Linked DNA regions of Mus musculus: region 2 is linked to region 1. Evidence: chromatin contacts called from public ChIA-PET data. All regions are on one chromosome and are shown on one strand. Each heading gives the region's core, a stretch centred on a gene start, on an enhancer-like site or on the middle of the called end of the contact. The rest is flanking DNA. Distances are from core to core; before and after follow the strand shown.

Region 1 (6,186 bases), core at 2,404-4,903:
ACAAGCAACTGACTGACAGATACTTACACCCAACCAATGCTGAAGTCGGGGACCCCTGTGGTTGAATTAGGAAAAGGCTGAAAGAAGATGAGGAGGAGGAGGGTGACCCCAAAGGAAGACCAGCAGTCTCAACTAACTCAGACCCCTTTGATCTCTTAGACACTGAGCCACCAACCATACACTAGCGGGTATGACCCTCGCCATATATATATATATGTATATAATCAGAGGACTGCCTGGTCTGGCCTCAATGAGAGAAGACTCACTTAACCCTCAAGAGACTTGAGGCCTCAGGGAGTGGGGAGGCCTGGCGGGCTGGGGGAGGGGGGAGGCATCCTCTTGGAGGGGGGGGGAGGGAAGGAATGGGATGTGGAACTGTGGGAGGACTGACAGGGAGGGAGGTAATGACTGGACTGTAAAAAAAAAAAGATATTATATATTATATGTAGAGAGAGTTACCAAAGTTGCTAGCCTCTAGATGATGACTTTACTTGACTTACTTGACTGTCCCTTTAACCTATGCACACTTCAGTATGCTTATTTCTTCACTGAAGTCTCTTGCAGGCAGACGCAAGGTCCTCCACCTGAGTCTGCCATTTAGATCAGCCACGTCAAGACTTTCCTCAGAATGCTAAGCCAAGTAAGTGAGCAGCCCCGCCACCATTCCTACTTCTGGACAAAGGACTAGCATTTCTAGGGAACCGCAGGGTCTGATTCTGGCTTATCTGTCACTTGAGAAACCTCTTGTGGGCAGAGTCAATGAGTTGGAACACTGTGGCAAGGTGACAGCTGCTGATGTGACTCAAAGCACAGAACAAAGCTTGCTTCCAGGCAGAGCTTTGTTGTCCACTTGCTCAAGCAACTGAGCAGGACGCAGCAGGAAACCAAGGACCAGGAGCTTCAGGCAGGTTCTCCAGGGCCTGGCAGGGCCTGGCAGAAACCCTAGGGTGCTGGAAAAGTGACAAAGGACACTCATATCAAAAGAGAGAACAAAGGCTTGACAGAAGGAAGCAGGACACTGAGGGAAAGGATATGATGCTTCCCATTGACCCTCAGCTTTCCTCAAAGCGTAGCCCCTGTGATGGTTTGTATATGCTCAGGTCACAGAGTGGCACTGTTAGGTGTATCCCTGTTGGAGGAAGTGTGTCACTGTGGGTGTGGGCTTCAAGACCCTCATCCTAGCTGCCTGGAAGCCAGTATTCTGCTGGCAGCCTTCAGATGAAGATGTAGAGCTCTCAGCTCCTCCTGCACCATGACTGCCTGGGTGCTGCCAAGTTCCTGCCGTGATAATAATGGACTCAATCTCTGAACCTGTAAGCCAGCCCTAATGAAATATCTTTTATAAGAGTTGCCTTGGTCATGGTGTCTGCTCATATCAGTAAAACCTTAACCAAGACAGCCCCTCACCATACCCCACCCTGGAATGGGACTCCTGGCCAGAGAGGGGCCTCCAACACCCTTATAAGCTGTCCTTCACCCTCACAAGCTATCTTTCTCCCTCAAAGCTGGGCTGCCAGTCACTCAGCCCCTTTCACTTCCCTTGCTAACCACACCTGCCCCTACCAAAGCCACAGGAGCACCTACATTTCAATTTTCGTTTCCTCTGCACCTTTGTGTGTTTCTTTTTCTCAACAGAGGTGGGGCCTGACACCCTGAGCTCTCTCATCAAGGCCTCTTTGTAGTTACTCCTGCCTGACCCCAACCACATACTCTGTCCTCTGTCTTCCTTGCTGCCTAGATCAAGCTGTCTGCCCTTAGGCTCCTCTGCTTAAATGCACCCTGTTTTTTTTTCCAAATTAAGTCCAACGTCTTGGAGATTTTGTTTTTTGTATTGTCCACAATTTTTTTCAAGAACTCATCCAAAATATCCCAGATAAATAGCTAATTCTCATTATCTTTCTTTTATTTATCCTGATTAATTTGAAAGCAATATAACATGTAACTGTCTATACTGTTAGCAACTATACACAGCCAATCAGATTATTCTTTTTTCATTTCGTTTTGGATGTATTTTGTGGTTTTTTTTTTTCAACAAGGACTTAAGTAGCCCAGGCTGGCTTCCAACTCACTGTTTAACTAAAAATGACCTTGAACTTCTAATCCTCCTGCCTCTACCTCCCAAATGTGTGTGTACTTTGAACCTTCCTTGAATATTTTGAAGCCTATTCTTCACATAGTTCTTAGTGGCATATTTAGAGTATCTTTTAGAATAAGGCACCTGCTATGATCTAGCTACAACTTTTCAAAGGCTACAAAAAATTCCAGCTAAGAGCCAGGACTTTTCCATTTATTTTGATTCTCTCTTAAAGGACTTGCTTGAAATTGGTAGATAATTCTCTCATCTACAGGAAGAGAGGCAGTCAAGGATAAATTTTAGAGTGCTCCTTCCTGCCCACTCCACTACCCACTCTTCACTGTAAGCTTTTTCATGGGTGCCAGAGTGGCAGCTAAGGGCAAGCTTATTGGTTGGCACCAGCCAGCCTAGACATCCTCACCTCTCAAGTCCATGTGTTGCGCCCATCACACCGTATGCATCCATTGTCCCACACTTGCCGGGCTGCCTTAGCAATCTCACACTTTTTAATGACTTCTGCATGCGCTGGTCCCCTTGCCTTCAGCACCTTTCCCCCCTCTCTCTGCAGGCTAAGCTCCCATTTCCCCCTTTTAAATATCAGTTCAAAGCCATCCTTATTAATTAACAGTTTGCCCATAGCTGGGTGCTGTTGCCTGCCTTTGAATCCCAGCACTAATACAGAAGCAGGCAGATCTCTGAGTTTTAAGGCCAGGCAGAGCTACAGAGTAAAATTGTCTGTCTCAGAAACTAAAATAATGAGACTTCTTTGTTAGGTTTTGTTCTTGTTGTGTTTTGTTCTGTTTTGAGACAAGGTCTCATTCTGAGGGCCACACTGACCTGGAACTCACACTGCTGCCCAGGCTGGCTTCACACTCACAACCTACCCTTTGCCCGAGCCTTGTAGGTGCTGGGTTACAGGTGTGAGCCACCAGGCTTGTGAAAGCCACTGCTTCTGTGAGGAAGTCCTCCTTTCCCTCCCTAGCTGTGAGTTTGTTCTTCCAGGCCTAACCTGACTCAGATCTTGGGGAGAGCACCAAGCAAATGCTTCTCTTTGGCTGCATCCTCTTTTCAATTCCTCTTTCTTTTCACACTCGAGCCCCATCTGAGCAACTAAAGCTCTGTGACCTTAGGCAAGTCACTGCACCATCCCTGGACCTCCCCCTGAGAGGACCCCTTCTCCCGCTAATGATCCTCCACAATGCTGAGTCCACTGCCAGCAAGGTTACAGGGGCCAGACTCCTTATAAACAAATTGCCTCTTGGATCCCCATCCCCCCACCCCTTCCAGAAATCCTTATTTCAGGGGTGAACTTAGCCAAGCCCCACTTCTTAAAATAGAAGTGCCTGAACTCAGCGAAGCATTGAGATTTGCCTGTCATGAACCTATTTCATAGCTTTTTCCTTTATCGTCCTCCTGAATCCTTGAGCCAGCCTACTTGCCAAAGATAACCTCTGACCAGGACTGAGACCAGACAGCAAGCCTTCTCCTGCACCAGGCCTTCGCCTCACCTGTTGCTGCCTCATGAGCTCTCAGGGCCAAAGCTGCAGACGTCCGACAGTTTTACTTCCCTCCTGGCTGCAGAGACTACACAAGAGCAACTGTCAGAGCTCAGGCACTTCCGTTTCACTCCGAACCAGGCCTCCTTTCCACCTCCTTTCTAGGCAGCAAGCAAGCTGTGGGCCTCTGTGTGTGCCAGCTCCCAGATGGTCTTGTTCCTCCTGGAGGCTTAGGCCAGTCAGCATCAGTTCTGAACTCCCTACGGACGAGAGAAAACCTTGTGTGCTTGAGGCAGGAAGCCTATTTGCCTCAATCTCTGGAGAATAGGGTTCTGGCCTTGATGAAACTTCAGTTCACCTGTATAGTTGGGGACAGAAGAAACACGCAGAAAATCATGAGCCCCCTAGTCCTGATGAAACCTGTTCAATTTTAAAAATGGAAAGATCCCCTCTTAGAAAGGGACTGGCTCAGGTGGAAAGGCAGTGATGTTCCCGGGACATTCGTAGGGAAGCCTGATCTTTTTTTGTTTGTTTGTTTTGTTTTTCAAGACAGGGTTTCTCTGTGTAGCCCTGGCTGTCCTGGAACTCACTCTGTAGACCAGGCTGGCCTCGAACTCAGAAATCCGCCTGCCTCTGCCTCCCGAGTGCTGGGATTAAAAGCATGCACCACCACTGCCCGGCTCAGGAAGCCTGATCTTAAATAACGATTCTCTAAAAGTGCTTTTTTTGTACATTAGAAGAGAGAGACATCCACGGAAAGTGTGTGTGTGTGTGTGTGTGTGTGTGTGTGTGTGTGTGTGTGTGTGTTCTTGTAGTCTTTATAATGCTAAGGTTAAACCTGGGTTCTCACAGATGCTTGGCAATGTTAAAGTAGCTCTAGCTCTCTACAACCAAGATGCACCAGCCTAACTTTTTTATTGTTTTAGGACAAGGTTTCATGATTTTTGCAGACTGGTCTCAAACTCATGGGTTCATGCTATGTGATCCCATGGGCACATGCGCAGCATAATTGTTTTATTTTTCTATTTCCCTTTCACCAGGGAGGCAGGAGCCTCTTCTCTGCTGCCCAGATGCACACCTACCTGTCTCCCTGCAGCAGGCCCGTGACTCTGGCTGCCAGTTAAACCAGTTAACCTTTACAATGTTCTGAAACTAATTACCAAGGCTTAACCACAGAAGGCAAACATGTAACATAGCATGAGTAGATTCCCACCTAAGCTGAGGAACATCTTTGGGATATCTAGAAGCCTTTTGGGCTTGGGGTCTGGGTTCTTCCACAGAGAGGAGTCCGGGCAGAAGGGCTTCTCACCAGCACACAGTTAATCCACACACACCTGTGAAGTACCACAGGAAGGAAGATGGTGCTGACTTCTCCATTTCTCTAGCTCATTTTCCTTTCTAACTTACCGTCCCCAAGGATAGGGAAGGCATTAAAGATCAGGTAGTCTCAATAGGGGATGTGGCTTGGTTGACTGAATGCTTGCCTAACATGCACAAAGCTCTGGGTTCAATCCCCAACACTGCATAAATGAGGGAAAGATGTGCACTTTGTAATCTCAGGACTCTGGAGGTGGAATCTGGAGGTCAGAAGTCCAAGGTCATCCCTTGACTACATACCTAATTGGATGGACCAGCTAGAGATCCTGTCAAAATATAATACATGTGCCCGTGTACACACACACAGACACACACACACACAGACACACACACACATACAGAGAGAGAGAGACAGAGACAGAGACAGAGATACAGCTTTGCCCCCTCTAGATCTTTTTATTGGACTAATGCTAGAGGCATACAGTATTTAATTTCTGAAATCCAACAGGCTCTTGACTTTGGACATCATCTGAGGAGAGAGAGAGAGATTCGTAAAGAACCCTACAGAGACAGTTATGGTGGTTCATGCTTAGATATCCAGTACTCTCCAGGTTGTGCCTGTAAGAGGCTACAAGATTTCCACGAGCTCAGAGTCAGCCTGAGCTACATAATGAGTTCTAAACTAGTTTTGACTACAGAGTAAGACCCTGTCAAAAGAATTAAGTGGCATCTCCCAACACTTAGCTTATCTCTGTGAGTTCCAGACGGACCTGGTCTACATAGTGAGTTTCAAGATAGCCAAGACTACATAGTAAGACCCTGTCTCAGAAAATAAAACAAAATAAGATAAAAGCCTACAGAGGTAAGTATGATAAGTGAGATTTCTTGGGGAAGCAGACGAGACCTGTGCCTGGGATCTTGAAACATTGTTAAGTCACCAAGTGGAGAAGTGGGGGAGGGGCAAGGAATAGCCCAACTTGCCAATTAGTGCAATCCATTCTGATGCAGGAGGCCTGATTTCAACACAATTCTTTGCCTTTCCTCAAGTTTTATCAGCTAACAACCCTCCTGGGGGAATTCTATCTATGTAGAATCTATAGTCGGCCCTAGAGCTATCTGGCTTTCTCTCTCCCCACCCGATAGAGAACAACTGCATAGAGAGATAGTGACTATCCAGTGTGGACTGCCGCACTAGTGTGGAGCTCAGAAAACAGCTTTGTGGAGTCGGTTCTGTTCTTCCACTTTCTTGTGGGTCCAGGGGATTGAACTTGGGTCCTCAGTTTTATACAGCAAGTGCCT
Region 2 (6,544 bases), core at 3,038-5,537, 410 kb before region 1:
CAAGACTAGACAATCCCTGGCTCTTTAGGTTCCGACCCTAGAACCACTTTCCCCTAGTCCCCGCCCCGGCTCCACCCCCGTACAGCCCCTTCAGGCCCCGCCCCTGGCCACCACGAGTCGGCACCCTGGTTCTCGTTCTTGATAGGGAAGCAGAGAATGTTGCGCGTGCGGAAGCCAGTGCTGTCATCTACGCCGCGATAGAAAAGCGGATGGGCATATGCATCTGGGATGTTCAGGATCTGGCCCGTAGTCGCCACGTGGCCCGCGATGCCTTGGTCCGCCGGGATGCGGATCTCATAACTCTGCCCAAACAGGGATGGAATAGAAAGCAAGAAGTTAGCCTGCCGTATAGACACTTTTCAAATGTGGCTTTTCCCCCAGGTCCTCTTGCTTACTCCCGGACACCCTCCATACTCCCTCACCTCATCGTCCACAACGCCACCATCGAACACCTTGGCCACCAGCTCGTTCTGATCCAGCAGGAACACCGAGCAGCTGTGGAGAGAAGAGGTTGGTTCGTGGGGTTCTGACGCCTCTCGAACCACCACATATGGCTAGTGTAGCGATTACTGAGACCCTGGAAAGTGTCCTAAAGTGAGACACTCTCCTCGGAGCTGGACAATTCCAAACATCTCTCCATCTGCCTTTTATTTGTTTTGTATTGTATTGTTTTAAATTCCTACTAGGTTTCATAGAAACCCATGGCAAGCAAAGTTAGCGCTGTCCTGGCTGAAACAAGGGCCCAGGCAGAAGGAAATGTCAGATAAGAAGGTAGGGAGGGGGCAGAGGCGGTGAGGGCTGAGACTTCCCCTCCCGCACCACCCCACTTCTGCTCACATCTCTGCGTTGCTGAGGTTTCTGGCTTCCGTGATGATCTCCTGTAGCAGGACAGAGACATCATCTGGAGGAGGGGGAAGGAGAAGCACGTGAGACCTGAGGAATGCCAGGCAAGCATCTCTTCCACATCTCCTCCTCCCCAAACGCCTTGTGTGGGAGACACATCACTCACCCAGGTGGGTGAAGAGGTTCTTTGCCACTTGGAGAAGAGCCTGGGAAGGAGGAAGTGAAGATCGTAAAGATGGCCCGGGATGTTCTCATCCCTTCCCAAGTGCTCCTAGAGCAGGCTGGCAACTGACGTGCCTAATGAAACCCTTTGGGTACTAAGTGAAGGAGCTGGGGAAGAATAGTGAAGTTCTTGGGTCTCAAACGGCTGCCACCTTTGCCTCTGGCTGCCCAGATGTTGTGGTAGTGCCCGTGTTAGACACTAGAGGGCAATCACAGACAATGCCTAGAGCCCAGGGAAATACTGACCTCTCTCTCTTTAAGGGACTTCCAGGTCACTAGGTTACCCAGCCACAGTGCTGCCACTGGCCTAGATAACCCAGGCAGCATCACCCTCGTGGATAGCCTTCTGGGGCTGGCGCGCGCAGGTTCTTGGGAAAAGCTCAAGGCAGGCACTCACCTGGCACTCACACTTGAGCTTCTGCTCCTTCTGGAAGGCCAAGGTGCTGGTGAGCACCGTGCCTGTGTAGTGGAAGCAGTGTTGGATCACGTGTTCATCCTCATCTGTGAAGCTGGAAGTCGGGCTGGGGGTCAGCAGAGAGGACAGGGAAGATGGCCTTCTCGGCCCCTTTCTCCTTTCCTGCATGCTACCAGGAAGCTCCTATCTGCCAGCTAATGAAACTCTTCACACTGGGACTACACACCATGCCTTCTCCCCCTTCAGGCACAGAGCTCTAGGGAAAGCTCTGACTGCCCTCAGACCAAAATGTGGGTTCCTCCTCAGGCCACTGTTTATTTGAGGCAGGCTTATGTACATGTTGCTCAGGCTGGCCTGGAACTTCTAGGCTCCCGTGATCCTCCCACTTCAGACCCCCTAGAACCTGGGGCTATTGCCATAGTGCCATGACACCCCCACTCTCAAACTCACAAATCTCCTCCAAGCTTGTTGAAGGCGCAAGCCAGGGCCACCACCTGGTCAGTGGCTCGGCTGATGACAGGGACACACAGCATAGCCTGCAGCTCACAACCCAACATGTTTTGCAGCTGTTGCACATCGTCCTGCAGAGATGAAGGAACAGTGAGGAGGGGCAGTGTGCCTCTTCCCTAGCTCTCACCACACTCCGAAGCCCGTTATGGCACGAGGACAGGGTGTCACCAAGTCTGGGTCTTGTCTCCCCATCTCTAGGCTACCCCATTCCAAAGACACTGGGGCTTGAGCAAAGGGTTTCCCCCTCCCTCTCCCTTGGCTCAGCATGGCCATGGCTTACAGAGGTTAGGTCCTTCAACTGGATACACTGCTTGTCTTCCACCACCTGCCCCAGACGTCCCATGGTCAACTGGAAAGTGAAGAGAGACCCCGTTGGCCCAGCTCTCCCTGGGTCAACCCATCCTTGCCTTCCAAGTCTGGAAGTTTCAACAAACCCTTTGAACAGTTCAGGAATGGATGGAGCTGATGCTGAGAAGCAGAGGAGAGAAGTGGGGGGGGGGGGTTGGAGAGGGACGACTTGGTAATCAATAGTGAACTTGAGGGTTTTCCCTAACTAGAGAGTGATAAGCAGACCCCAAAGAGTCTCACTGATCTCAAGAGATTCTAACAGGTTCGTGTCTAGAAACACTCAAGCCTGTCTCATCTAAGGCTTCCTCTACGAGCTTGCTTCTACTAGAGTCTGATCATGAGAGACAGGGCTCCTTCGTAATTCTTCTAAGTAGCTCTCACGACCTGGACTGCTCCCACCAAGACATCTAGGTGGCCCCAGTTGCTAGGCCTTCCTGGTCCCTGCAGGCTCCAATGCTGAGGATGGAGATGGAACTCACTGGAAAGCTGACCTCTTCTCCCAGCACTTTGTCTCCAATGACCTGTGGGACCCAGGAATGGAGACAGGTTTATGGGAGGAAAGGCAGACACGGGTTGCCCCGCCTCACCGTGGACTTGAACCCTCACCTTGCAGGAAAGCTGTAGATTGTCCTCCGACACCAGCAGGAGGCAGCAGTGAGTGGCCTGTGTCTCCTGCTGCAGCTGCAGGGGGACAGACAGAGCCAGGCTGAGGGCGGGGCTGGAACACCCGCTAGCCTCTCTGGGTTTTTCAGGATTGTAGAAGAGAAGAGAGGGTGGGGTGTCCCAATCTGAACAGAGGTGATGGGGTCAAGGGTCTGTTGGTCTTTGGAGAGAGAGAGGGTGGAAGAGGAGATAGATGCTCAGGGACTCACATATTGAAGGACTTTGAGCTGCAGAGAAGTAGCATCCAAGTCAAAGAGTTCCCCTGCAAGAACAAGGCTGAAATCAGAGAGGGCTCTGCCTTGCCTGGGGGCTGCTTCCAGGCTCCACCCCTGCCTCTCCTCAGGCTCCGCCCCTGTCTCTCCTCAGGCTCCACCCCTGTCTCTCCTCAGGCTCCACCCCTGCCTCTCCTCAGGCACCGCCCCTGTCTCTCCTCAGGCTCCGCCCCTGTCTCTCCTCAGGCTCCGCCCCATCTCTCCTCAGGCTCCACCCCTGCCTCTCCTCAGGCTCCACCCCTGCTTCTCCTCAGGCTCCACCCCTGCCTTGCTTAAGGCTCCACCCCTGACTCTCAGGCTCCGCCCCTACCTCGCCTCAGGCTCCACAAGACCACCCAGAACACCCACATGCTTTCCAAGTGTTATCTGGGTTCTGCCTTGTGTTATAACTCACCTCTCAGGTCCCGCCCACTCCAGAGACCTGGCCCTGCCCCTCCAGGATCGACCCTATCCTATAGACCTGCCCGAGTTTGGCCCTCACCACACAGTTGCAGGATCTTTCGGTCATGGTCGGTGTACCCCTTCTCATCCTTTTGATCTTCAGAGGCATCCACTGACGTGTTCTGAACAGCTTCAGGCCTGCGCTGCTGCAGGGCCTGCACCCTCCGCAGGGCTACCAGAGCCTAGGGGACGGCCGAGTGGTCAGCATGACCTTGCCGTTCAGTGTCACTACCTGACTCCCCTCCTTAGCTCAAACAAATCCCTCTTGGGTCCCCCATAATGTTCATTGCCTATCCCTGTTCTGGTTCCAAACAATTCAACCCGCTGGTCCCTCCACTTCCTAGGAGCTCCCACTGTCCTTAGAGCCTCGCTTCTTCCACGGCTAAGTATAGCTGCCCCCGGACCCCCGCTCGCAGACTCTTCAAAAGAGGATCAGATTTCCTGTCTAACACCACCCTGATTAAGATCACAGACTCCTGAAACATTAGGCAGAAAAGAGCCTCAGTTATACACAGGGTCTTTGACTCATCACTAACCCAGCTAAGTTAGCGCTATGTTACCCCATCTTCAGTTGTGAAACTGCTTGCTCAAGGTGGTCACGCTGGAACCAGAAGCCAGGCCTGTCCAGCTCTCTGGCCAGATCGTCTTTCCTACAAGCTCTGGTAAGGATCCTCAGCAGCCCCTGTGTTACCACGATCCTACCCGACTCACGTGCTTCTCTACCACCTGCAAGCTCTGTTCCTCACTGTCACTCAGCTGGCCACAGTGCACCTGGAGAGAAGGGAGAAGCGACCAGATGTGACCTTCCCCAGTCTGTCTTCACTTGCATGTCCTCCCGTGGCCAGCTCAACACCAGTTGCCACCAATACAGTCTATGACCTCCATGTAAGCCAGGCAGCTAGCTCTGAAGGTGACTTTCCCAAGGAAGACGTCCAGGGCAGGTGATAAGAGTGGAACTTTCCTGTCTGTCCCATCACTTTCCACGCTTACTGTTCCGTTCCTGGAGCAAACTGTGCCACAGACAGCCCAGTCCAGGTATACAGAGTCAGGAAGGCGGACCTCAGACCCTTCTCCATCGTCCACACACGGAGCGCTTCAGGCCCTGATTAGAGGATTTGTGGAATTGGCTTTAGCCTCCAGCTCCATCCGTTCTGAGTGGGGTTTGAGTTGCCCTTACATCTGGGGTTAAAGAAGGGAGCCCAGGCATGACTGACACCTGCCAGGAAGCTGTGCACAGATGAATGGGCTGAGGGAGGGAGTGCTTTTTGCCTTACACATGGTTCTCACCATGGGGAGATGCAATCTTCCCCTTACAGATGAGCCAGGGAGGCCAGAGGTGGGGGACCTTCCGAAAATCATCAAGCAGAAAGTAGCAGCGTTAGGACATCTCTATCCACCCCTCCCCTTCCCGCTTCCATGTTGACTCTCTAGATTCATTCTTACCACGCGGTTATCCTCCCCTGTCCTGTGTCCCTGTGCTAGTTAGTCACCAGGGCTCACTTCAGCCATCTTTCATGCTCTTCCTCTAGCACTCTTGGGTGTTTAAGAGGGAAATGTGGAGAAACGGGGATGGAAAAAAGCAGAGATGACAGCCTAGGGACCCATGGTGGCCCGCCAACAAGGCTTCCTCCCCACCTGCTGTCTCAACTTCCTTAGCTTACTCAAAGCTGTTCGCCACCTGTGGGGCTCCCACAGTGCTCGCAGGGGGTGTGGGCTTCATCCTGCTTCCCTCACCCAGCAGCCCCTGCCTGCCTCCCTGCGCTGGGTCCCCTGCCAGGAACAGATGAGGAGGAGGAGACCAGCAGGAAGCTCACAGGCTGGCCAGGAGCGGGATGAGTCGGGGTACGCGTGGAAGGGGGTGTGGGACCTTATACCTGAGGGGGTCGGGGTACATAGACAGACTGTGACTCTTAGAGGGAATGGGATCTGGGGGGCTTCCTGCGCTGGAAGTACAAGCAGAAGGGGGCGCTGTAGATAGAAGGCTGTCCTGATTAGGAGCCAAGTGGGAGGTTTACAGGAAGATGAGGTCCCTGGGATAGGGAGTAAAGTCCATGGAGTCACTGAGGGAAGGGCCTAGAACTTGGGATTTAGGATGCTGTGGTAAACTTTAGATCTGATAGCTGTCATCTATGGGACGGAAGGTAAATGACAGGAAGCAAGACTAGAGCCAGGAAGACCTGGAGGAGACTGGAGGTGGGAGGGTTAGGACTGAGTTGAAGCTGCATGCTGTTTACATAACTGTGCTGGCCTTTTCTGGTTAGGATGTAGAGGAGAGCCCCATCTCTCAGGGAGAGGAGCAGGTGGGACCCCTCTAGAGCTGGGAGCAGTGGGGGAACCAACTCCTTGGTTTCCCAAAGGCCTGGACCCAGAAGCAGAACTGTGAGGCTGAAATTGCTGAGGGAAAAGAAGAAACTGTGATGTTCCCTCATCCCAGCATGCACTGCTGGGCTGCCTCAGTCCAGCCAGTCAGCACATGCTCAGGCACACACAGGTACTTGCTGCAAGAACCTTAGGCCCCTTCACATGTACACACTTGCATTCACTGCCCCATGGAAACACACACACACCACCACTGCCTGCACCATCCACATGTACACACTCAGGAAATTAGTTCATACACCCAAGAGCCACACCCATACTTCCGACATTTCATAACACAAACCAGTTCATCCCCCCAACACACTCCCATGTGGTAACATTTACCCTTGTAAATGCTAATGTTAAGGTGGGTGTCTGGGGTTCGGTGGGAAATGCTAATCGGTGGGCACCAGGGTTTAGAAAGAATGAAAAACTTGGCCAGACTACCAGGCCCACTCCCATCAAGTTCAGC

Evidence for each region. ChIA-PET counts read pairs in DNA pulled down with a chosen protein or histone mark.
Region 2: a contact with region 1 is called in an RNA polymerase II ChIA-PET map of memory CD8 T cells, with 17 read pairs. The contact joins two enhancer-like sites. A contact is called at or near these places in 1 of 39 promoter capture datasets (pre-B cells), 1 of 484 Hi-C or Micro-C datasets (embryonic stem cells), 6 of 115 datasets of contacts at active chromatin or transcription factors (embryonic stem cells, large pre-B cells and memory CD8 T cells) and 1 of 9 other capture datasets (embryonic stem cells).

Annotation. Positions count from the first base shown.
Region 1 is chr7:101,090,323-101,096,508 of GRCm38.p6, reverse strand. No RefSeq gene overlaps it. Among named protein-coding and RNA genes, the nearest start is that of Fchsd2, 15 kb to the left of the region's middle. Within about 2 kb of position 3,653, at least 102 of the 459 cell types and tissues checked have an H3K27ac peak or open chromatin away from gene starts, as enhancers often do.
Region 2 is chr7:101,498,329-101,504,872 of GRCm38.p6, reverse strand. Pde2a (phosphodiesterase 2A, cGMP-stimulated) reads right to left here. Exons shown (of 30, transcript NM_001143849.2): 6 at 4,426-4,485; 7 at 3,755-3,896; 8 at 3,211-3,263; 9 at 2,945-3,019; 10 at 2,818-2,859; 11 at 2,271-2,339; 12 at 1,931-2,061; 13 at 1,463-1,574; 14 at 1,010-1,049; 15 at 838-901; 16 at 423-495; 17 at 125-302. Among named protein-coding and RNA genes, the nearest start is that of Mir139, 26 kb to the right of the region's middle. Within about 2 kb of position 4,287, at least 29 of the 459 cell types and tissues checked have an H3K27ac peak or open chromatin away from gene starts, as enhancers often do.